3 separate regions of the Mus musculus genome follow, and all the other regions are linked to region 2. The links are chromatin contacts, called in public ChIA-PET and promoter capture Hi-C maps. All regions are on one chromosome and are shown on one strand. Each heading gives the region's core, a stretch centred on a gene start, on an enhancer-like site or on the middle of the called end of the contact. The rest is flanking DNA. Distances are from core to core; before and after follow the strand shown. Region 1 overlaps Ankrd11 (ankyrin repeat domain 11). Region 2 holds the start of Aprt (adenine phosphoribosyl transferase). Region 3 overlaps Ankrd11 (ankyrin repeat domain 11).

Region 1 (2,870 bases), core at 75-2,574, 340 kb before region 2:
AGCTTGACAGGACCCGTGAAATTGCTGTGTGACGCTGCAGTGCTTGGCCGTGGTGGATCTTTCCTATCTTACCTGGTCACTCTGTAGAAAGCAGTCCAAGATGGAGTACGTAGGTGTCTATTCTTCAGGGACTACAGAGGATCCCAGGTGGCAATGTTGAGTAAAAGTTCATGAAGGAGGGCCTGCTAGTGACAGAACACTGACTGGCTCTGGCTATACAATGTGAACTTACTTCCTCACGTAAGGCACATGTTATCAAAAGCAACATAATTTTAAATTTTTTCTCCCAAATGAATCATACACTATGTGACATACTCTTCTGTCACATATCTTGCTACAGACCCATTAGTGACACAAGCTGACATGTAGAGAAGAAAGTGCCAAAAATGTCTGGAACATCTATATACTGCATACTGAGATAGCCTTAGTAGAGACCAGCAAATCTCCTACTCTTATGGTCATGCTCTGTCCACAGAGCTAGATGGCCGCTGTGTTATCCAAGGCCCCTCAGCAGGAAGTGAGATCTTTCGTCCAGTTCAGGCTCATTCTCATTCTCCTGTGACAGATGGCAATCTGTCTCAGCAGAAGCCTCTTCTGCACTTCTCAGAGGGTTTCTAGACCGCGGGCATCCCTCATGCAGACTGGTGAGCAGGAGGTGGCTCTAAGGGTGGGCACCTGCCTCTGTCTAATTAGGTCCCTCAAGGAAGGATAGCACATCCCCTAATTTGCAAACTATGTGTACCCTGTGTGCCATAATACCTATTGGCTCTTTACAGTACCAGAGCATCCAATGTTTCTCCAGGACAAACACAAATTCACCCCTTAACTGAATCTGATGGCTGCTCCCTGGGGTTGAAGCCTACCTTAAGAGGCGGCTGCGCGAGTGCCACCAACAGGGCAATAGCTTACAGTCAGGCTGTTGGGTCCTGTGATTTTTTTTTTTTTCCGGGAGTGTTCTTGAGGTCTGTGTATGAAATGTAGACTACCCCTGACAGACAGGAGGTACAGGAGGCTGTGGCCAAGAGCAGGATGCTAGAAAGATTGATATGGAGCCTGATTCACTCTCCCCCATCCTTAGCTGGGTGTCGCCTTAACTCAGGACACCACACAGGAGTTAGTGATGGCAGTGGCAGAGAGGCTGATGTCTACTTTGTGAGTATTGTCCTCTGGGCTTTCTGTTCTTTCCTTCCCTTTGCTATAGCAGGAGAGAAGAGTCTAGCATGGCTGTGCAGGGTTTCTCTCACAGAACTGTTGCTGGGGCTGCCAAGGGTAGCAAACCACTGAAACCTCGATGGCTTCTCCAGTGTGCAGCTCCTACCCCCATTCACAAAAGTCAGCGCCTGAAGCACCCCCTCTGACACTTGCTGCTCATCAGCATTCTTAGCTTCACAGCTCCTTGGGTGTTACCATTTCCTGTTCAGTCCCCATTTCTCCAACAGTAACACACGTCATGACTATAAAACAGAGCATTCTTGAGCATAGAGGATCCTCAAACACAAGTTCCCCAGTTGGCCTTCATTCCCTATATTCAACTTCCTGATTTTAATAATGTAATATTTGATTTAATGTTTAATAATGTAATATTACATTGATTTTAATAATAAGTATATAAAATATTCCTACTACCTAGAAAATGGCTACGTAAGACCTTCCTGGTGGGCTGAATCCCACAGTGCCACTGTGGCTCCCGTTGAGGTTGCTCTAGTTTCCTTCTAACTATTGTGGAACTTTTTTTACATTAGTTTATTATTATTAATTTGCGCGCACAAGTGTGTGTGGAAGCCAGAAAAACTGTTAACATGTCTGTCTCTTGCGTTCCAATTTATTTTGACCAATTGATTGATTGAAGACAGGACTCACACGTGTTCTTTCTCAAGCATGTGGAAGTCTTTGATTGGGGGAGGTTCCCATGGACATGCTTCCTCAGCTATGTCAGAGGGCAGTTTGTGGGCAGAAGATCTCTCCTACCACATGGGTCCCGGGACCATTGGGTTTGTCAGCAGACACTTGTGTGCAGTGAGACATCTCATCTGAAGCTTCATTTTTCGAAACATGGTCTCTTACTGAACCTGGAACTCACCAATTTGTCTGGCCAGCAAGCTTCTTATATGTAGGGATTATAAATTAATACTGCTACTCCTGGCTTTTTATATAGGTGCTGGAGATCTGAACACATGATTCTGCAACAAACGAAACCATTTCCCCCAGCCATAGTCACATGCAAGGTCACAGAACTTTTGCTTATATTTTTCCCCTAAGTTTATGACATCAGTTGACATAGCAAAGACTTTTGACCAAATTTAACATTTATTACAATTTATTCAACAAAAATTCCTGTGTGCCATCATTTAATAATGAGGGCTGAATTCTATATAAGGTTGGATACAAAGCAGCAGAAGGACACCAAAGTCCCCACCTCTGGCAGTTTTATGCAGGCGTTGGCTAGCACAGTAGCAAAATAAAAGCCACAAGAGATTGGAAAGGGCAGAATAAACTTTACTCCAGGATATCAACAGTTGCACAAAAGCTACAAGAATTAATGGTTCGGGCAAGGTGTCAAATGTAAATAAAATTTACTTCTAAATGTAATTAATGAAAAATCAGGGATTTTTCAGATTGAAATTTAAAATATATAGCTGGGTGTGATGATTACAAACATCTGTAATCCCACCTCTGGTAGGATTCAGGATCAGGCAGTGCTACAGTAAGACCATTTCTCAAACAAAAACATCTCCAGGGAATTCACCTTTCTCTTAAGGCCTCTGAGAGCACCTGCATATTAAAGCCACACATTCACACACGCACACATGCATACACTCAGAGGCAGAGGCACACTTGACTGTATGCATACACACAGAACTAAAAATAAA
Region 2 (2,700 bases), core at 102-2,601:
GCGCCATCATGAGACCACCTATCCTGGTCTTTTGTTTGTTTGTTTGTTTTTATTTTTTTCAAGGCAGGGTTTCTCTGTGTAGTCCTGGCTGTCCTGGAACTTACTTTGTAGACCAGGCTGGCCTTGAACTCAGAGATCCACCTGCCTCTGCCTCCCAAGTGCTGGGATTAAAGGCGTGCGCCACCACCGCCCGGCATATCCTGGTCTTTAAAATCGAGATTATGATGGGAGACTGTGTGTTAGATCTCCACGTACCTGTTGCATGAGCTTTCCCTGGGGATTCAGAAACAGATGCCCCAGATACGATTCCAGTGAGAGCCTAAAGTAACCATCGTGTCCAATGAGTTCACTGCCTACAAGAACATGAATGACCCCCAGAGCAGCTGCATCAACCAAACGGAAAAGTCTCGGCCCAGCATAGATGACAAGTTCCTAATAGATTCATAACGGAGCTTCCCTTTAGTTAACCTTCCTCCATGTGAGTGTGTGTGTGTGTGTGTGTGTGTGTGTGTGTGTATTCTAGTGCCTCCAGAGACCACATCAAATGGAAGAATGCAGCTCACGGGCTCACAGGAAGGTCCAAGAAGGAATGTTTAGAATCCATTGGACCCTCCCCACACCCTCTCCTTTGATGGAGCATGGGCCAATTTGGAGGATATCTTTTGAGTAATTGCAACTGCACTGAAGATGATAATGGCCATTATACTCAGAGGACAGTCTTCCACACCACTACCTATAGACCCAGGTACTGTGCTGGGAAGGTAGAACCCCAGTTCTGTCTCTGGCTATCAGGACCTTCTGGTCCCCACCCCAAAACGAGGAGGGCACATTCTGTTGCAATGCACAGGAGTGTCTGTGGTCTCAGAGAAGGCATTCCTTACCCGCCCTGCTACCCTGCTTTCCCCTGCGCTCTAGCCCACACACAGTGCACTCCCACCTCTGGACCTAAGACTATCCATCAGCTCCCTTCCGGGCTAATTCCAGGAAAGCAGGGGCTGAATCTCAGGCCCCTTGTACTATGCGCGAGGGAAGGAACGCAAGGCCAAACCACTCCAGCGGACCTGGGCAAGACCCGTCCCTGCTCCCCCAGGTCCAGAAGACTAGCCCCTGGAAAAGCAGGACTGAAAAAGCGTGTGTGGGGCAAAACCAAAAAAGGATGGACATCGCACATCCCCTTTCCACCCATATATCTTTGAGGTAGGGATGCTTGTGTTTAGGCAGCTCAAGAAATCTAACCCCTGACTCAGGCCCCACACACACCTCGCAGAGGCCCCGCCTCTCAGCCTGTCCCGCCCCTCGTGCTAGACCAACCCGCACCCAGAAGCCCCGCCCATCGAGGACGCTCCGCCCTTGTTCCCCCCGGGATTGACGTGAGTTTAGCGTGCTGATACCTACCTCCTCCCTGCCTCCTACACGCACGCGGCCATGTCGGAACCTGAGTTGAAACTGGTGGCGCGGCGCATCCGCAGCTTCCCCGACTTCCCAATCCCGGGCGTGCTGTTCAGGTGCGGTCACGAGCCGGCGAGGCGTTGGCGCTGTACGCTCATCCCCCGGCGCAGGCGCGTAGGCAGCCTCGGGGATCTTGCGGGGCCTCTGCCCGGCCACACGCGGGTCACTCTCCTGTCCTTGTTCCCAGGGATATCTCGCCCCTCTTGAAAGACCCGGACTCCTTCCGAGCTTCCATCCGCCTCTTGGCCAGTCACCTGAAGTCCACGCACAGCGGCAAGATCGACTACATCGCAGGCGAGTGGCCTTGCTAGGCCGTGCTCGTCCCCCACGGTCCTAGCCCCTATCCCCTTTCCCCCTCGTGTCACCCACAGTCTGCCCCACACCCATCCATTCTTTCTTCAACCTCTGACACTTCCTCCTTGGTTCCTCACTGCCTTGGACGCTTGTTCACCCTGGATGAACTATGTAGGAGTCTCCCTTCCCTGCTAGGTACCCTAAGGCATCTGCCCTCGGTGCTTGTTCCTAGAGACGAACTCTGCTCTGTCCTTGTGTCCAGAACCAGGCCTCCCTCTTTTAGGGCACAAAGCTGGCCAGCATCCTGACAGCAGGCTGGGAGACCCTGGAACCTCCAGATGACGGACATCCTTGCTTAGGGGTAGCCTCTGGGATGAACTAGATACTAAAAATTAGGTAACCTTGGTTGGGCGTGGCGTGCCTGGGCAGACCTCAAGCCTGGTAGCTTCAGGGGCTGTTTCTCCCCAGGACTACACCGGGGCATCTTTCTCTTGTTCCCTCACACAAGCTTGTGTTAAACAACTGCTGTCTACCTGGCTCCATGCCTGAGCTTCAGAAACACCCTAGGACAGCTGAATGTCCACCAGGAGTGTCCAGAGGGAGGGTGGGCACCCCAGAGAACAGAGTGGCCCTGGTAAGTGCTCAGGGACCACAGACTTTTGCCCACTTCACTTCCTATTGGTACCCCTGGCCATGCTCCAGAAATTAGGGCATGTATGTATCCTTCCCACGACAGCTAGATGCTGCATTTGAAAGGTGGCAAGAGCCACCATAGGTGGCCCTGAGCTGTTCAGAAGGCAGGTAGGATCCCCAAGGCTGAGATGATGAGTTGATGGCTACCCAGTAGCCATCAACGTTCTTCTAGCCGTAGTCAGCAAGACCTAGTGTTCCTAGCAAGTGTTGACCTCGCCCATACTTGGCCTCTAGATTCCCATGCCCCTCAGCTCCATCCCACAA
Region 3 (2,975 bases), core at 225-2,724, 350 kb before region 2:
TGAAGAAACAGTTGTTAGTTAACAAGAGAATGGGTAATTTTCAGACATTACACATCTCACCACAGTTATTACAAAGCACCCATAGTTAAGTCTGTATAATATTTAGCCTTGGAAAGACGAGAGTCAAAGTAGGAAAATTGGTTTAGGGGAGAAGAAACAATAGTAGATGAGTGTGTGTGCTGAGCCTCAGCCATATGTTAGCTCTTACGGGTCGTACATTAGAGGGGTTTGAGTGCTCAATAGTTAAGAGCACTTGCTGTACAATCATGAGGATTTGGTTGGCTCTAAAAACCATGCAGCAAGCTGAGACTTGTTGTGACTGCAGCAGTGTAGGGGCAGAGGAGGGTGCCTGGGACTTGCCCAGCCCCAGCTTCAATGAGAGACCCTGTTTAGCAGAATATGATAAAGTGGAGCATCCATTCTATATCTTTTTTCTGGTGGTAGTGGGGAGCATGCCCCTTCTATAAATTGTGATCCCTTAGAGAACTCTGAGTGTCTCAGCAAGTGTTCAGTATAGGCTGTATACCCTGAAGTAAATCCTGAAGAAGTAATGCCCACAAAGCTGTGATGTCCACGAAGGAGTGGCCTGGCTAGTGAGAGCAAGAGCAAGCCGGCACAGAAAGCAAGCCTCTGCCTCTGTGTTGTCTTTTATACCGGCTGCCAGCAGAAGGTGTGGCCCAGATTAAAGGTGCATCTTCCCACCTCAAAGATCTGGATTAGAAGTAGGTCTTCCCACATCAAATGATTGAATTAGAGGGGAAAATCCTTCACATTCAGTTTTAGTTCATTCCAGATGTAGTCAGGCTGACAACCAAGAATAGCTGTCACAGTTCTTTTGTGGAAATCACAAGATATAATTCCTTCAGGTACCCTCTAGATTTCTGAAATAGTTGTAAAAATCCATGCTTTCATACTTACAAATATCATGTGGTTTTGGCACCTCAGACTTTAGATCTTTGGGATTTGTTTGCCTCAGAGTTGTTTTGGTTCTTAGTATGGCATTGGACTGTGGCGTGTGAAGGAGCTTCCAGTAGGCAGAAATGGACTGTGTGGCTATTGTGCATGCTGAGGCCTCCAGTCCTGGTTTTGGCTGCTGGATGTGGGTATGCCAGTTTTCCTCTGGGAGTCTCATTTCTCTCTATGAAGTAGTTCTATCCACATCATCTGGGGAAAAAAATGTAAGCATAAAACATTGTATAAGTAAGATATGGTTAATGCATTTGAAACCACAGAACTTATTTTCTATAATCAAATCAGATTATATGAACTGATATGTTTAGTGAAAATACAGATATTCAAATAAGCCTGTCTTTGTAAAAGTCACATTCTTGGGTCTGTATTCATTCCTAGCCTAGTGTTGTTAACTTCTGTCCAAAACCAAACTGCTAAAGTGTGAGAACACTCCTTGAAGATGCAGAACTCTCGACCAGCCCTGTCTGCCTGACTTCACTACAGCAATCTGGTATATGTGGCAGCCCACAGAACCCACCGTCTTCTTTAGAATCTAATGTGTTGTAGTGAGTCCTTGTGTGCTGTTGCTGAGCCGTTGCCGTGGGTGAGTCAGTTTTTGACCATGTTAGAAGTGACTGGGGAGACTGGATCAGCATAGAAACAAGGCTTCTGTATGGAATAGGAAGTAAAAGTCACCTCAGGACAGACATTTTAAACTTCCCCTTCTGTCTTAGAGCCTGAATGAAGTTGAGGCCAGCAATCCAGCAGCATCGGTAACTCGCACACTAGGGTCAGCTCCTGTCTTATTCCTGCCTGAGAGACTGCGGGAAGGCTCACTGATGAGCACCACACAAGGTAGGGGTGTGGTTCTGATCCTAGAGAGAACTAAACATTTCTGGCAGCAAACCAGCCATTGTTTTTGAAAACATGGGCAGAGGTTCACACAGGCAAGTTAACAGAATGACATTCTTCATGTGATGATGGATATATGCCTTCCAGTATTTTCTGTTCTGATAATTGACTTGAGAAAGCTTCTTTCTTCATAATTGCCAAAATTGGAAGCAGCCAAGATTCAGCAGGTGAATGGATAAACAGTGATGTGGCCAGACAATAGGATATTATTTCATTGCTAAAAACAACCCAGCTTTAATCACAGAGGAACCACACCTGTGCATTACAAAGCTAAAGAAACCCATCGTGGGGGCTCTGATGCCATGACTCTGCAGTTAAGTGCACTTGTGATGGAAGCTGATGACCCACATTGGATCTCCAGTACCCACAGCAGAAGGAAGGACTGCTGACCCTACGTGTGTGGAGTGGCACGTGTGTACACCTCCAACAGAAACACAAGACATTTACAAAGAAAAAAATTTCCTTCTTTCTTCCTTTCTCTCTCTCTCTCTCTCTCTCTCTCTCTCTCTCTCTCACCTGCCTGCCTGCCTGCCTGCCTGCCTTCCTTCCTTCCTTCCTTCCTTAAATAAATAAATAAATAAATAAATAAATAAGCTGTCTTGAAAAGGCAACATGATATAGGGTTCTAGTTCTGTAAATCCTGAGAAAAGCAAAACAGGTCCACGGCTGCCAGGCCAGGAGGACGCAGAGCAGATGGCCAGACCACAGAGGATGTTTAGAGCAGTGAAACTGGGCTATATGGTGTGTTATAATAGTGGATATAAATGACTGCATTTGAGAATTACAGGACGTTTAGCACTCAGTGTGAACCTGTTGTAAATAATGAACACTGGGCATTAGTAGTGATTGCTGGACCATGTAGAGGCTGTGTACCTTTGAGGTAAAGGTATGTGACAACTCTCTTTTATATTCAATATTCCTGGAAACTTAAGGCTGCTCTAACTAATGGATGGTTAATATGCTAAAAATAATACTGAACTAAAGCCCAGCAACAACTAGAGTTTGGACAACTCCACCGTGGTGGGTGGCCCTTTATCTTTGTGAAACAGCCCCAGATGACCTCTAGTAGTGTTGTGTGGGAAAGGGCAGGGATTCTCTTCTAGACAACATCA

Evidence for each region. Promoter capture Hi-C pulls out the DNA fragments that hold promoters and counts their contacts. ChIA-PET counts read pairs in DNA pulled down with a chosen protein or histone mark.
Region 1: a contact with region 2 is called in an RNA polymerase II ChIA-PET map of effector CD8 T cells, with 14 read pairs. The contact joins the enhancer-like site here to the promoter of Aprt in region 2. A contact is called at or near these places in 1 of 39 promoter capture datasets (liver), 4 of 115 datasets of contacts at active chromatin or transcription factors (effector CD8 T cells, epiblast stem cells, microglia and 1 more) and 2 of 9 other capture datasets (adipose tissue and liver).
Region 3: a contact with region 2 is called in a promoter capture Hi-C map of hematopoietic stem and progenitor cells, with 2.3 times the contacts expected there. The contact joins the enhancer-like site here to the promoter of Aprt in region 2. A contact is called at or near these places in 1 of 39 promoter capture datasets (hematopoietic stem and progenitor cells), 2 of 115 datasets of contacts at active chromatin or transcription factors (effector CD8 T cells and microglia) and 2 of 9 other capture datasets (liver and pancreatic islet).

The regions. Positions count from the first base shown.
Region 1 is chr8:122,910,810-122,913,679 of GRCm38.p6, reverse strand. The region is part of intron 3 of Ankrd11 (ankyrin repeat domain 11); the gene reads left to right. Gm39273 (a long non-coding RNA gene) reads right to left here. Exons shown (of 4, transcript XR_003947488.1): 3 at 1-2,870. Among named protein-coding and RNA genes, the nearest start is that of Gm39272, 22 kb to the left of the region's middle. Within about 2 kb of position 1,324, at least 24 of the 459 cell types and tissues checked have an H3K27ac peak or open chromatin away from gene starts, as enhancers often do. A contact at or near this core is called in effector CD8 T cells, where this site is marked.
Region 2 is chr8:122,575,558-122,578,257 of GRCm38.p6, reverse strand. It overlaps Aprt (adenine phosphoribosyl transferase), which reads left to right and starts at 1,351. Exons shown (of 5, transcript NM_009698.2): 1 at 1,351-1,505; 2 at 1,637-1,743. The coding sequence starts at 1,426. Galns (galactosamine (N-acetyl)-6-sulfate sulfatase) reads left to right here. Exons shown (of 14, transcript NM_016722.4): 14 at 1-21.
Region 3 is chr8:122,927,615-122,930,589 of GRCm38.p6, reverse strand. All of the region lies in intron 2 of Ankrd11 (ankyrin repeat domain 11), which reads left to right. Among named protein-coding and RNA genes, the nearest start is that of Gm39272, 4.7 kb to the left of the region's middle. Within about 2 kb of position 1,474, at least 69 of the 459 cell types and tissues checked have an H3K27ac peak or open chromatin away from gene starts, as enhancers often do. A contact at or near this core is called in hematopoietic stem and progenitor cells and microglia, where this site is marked.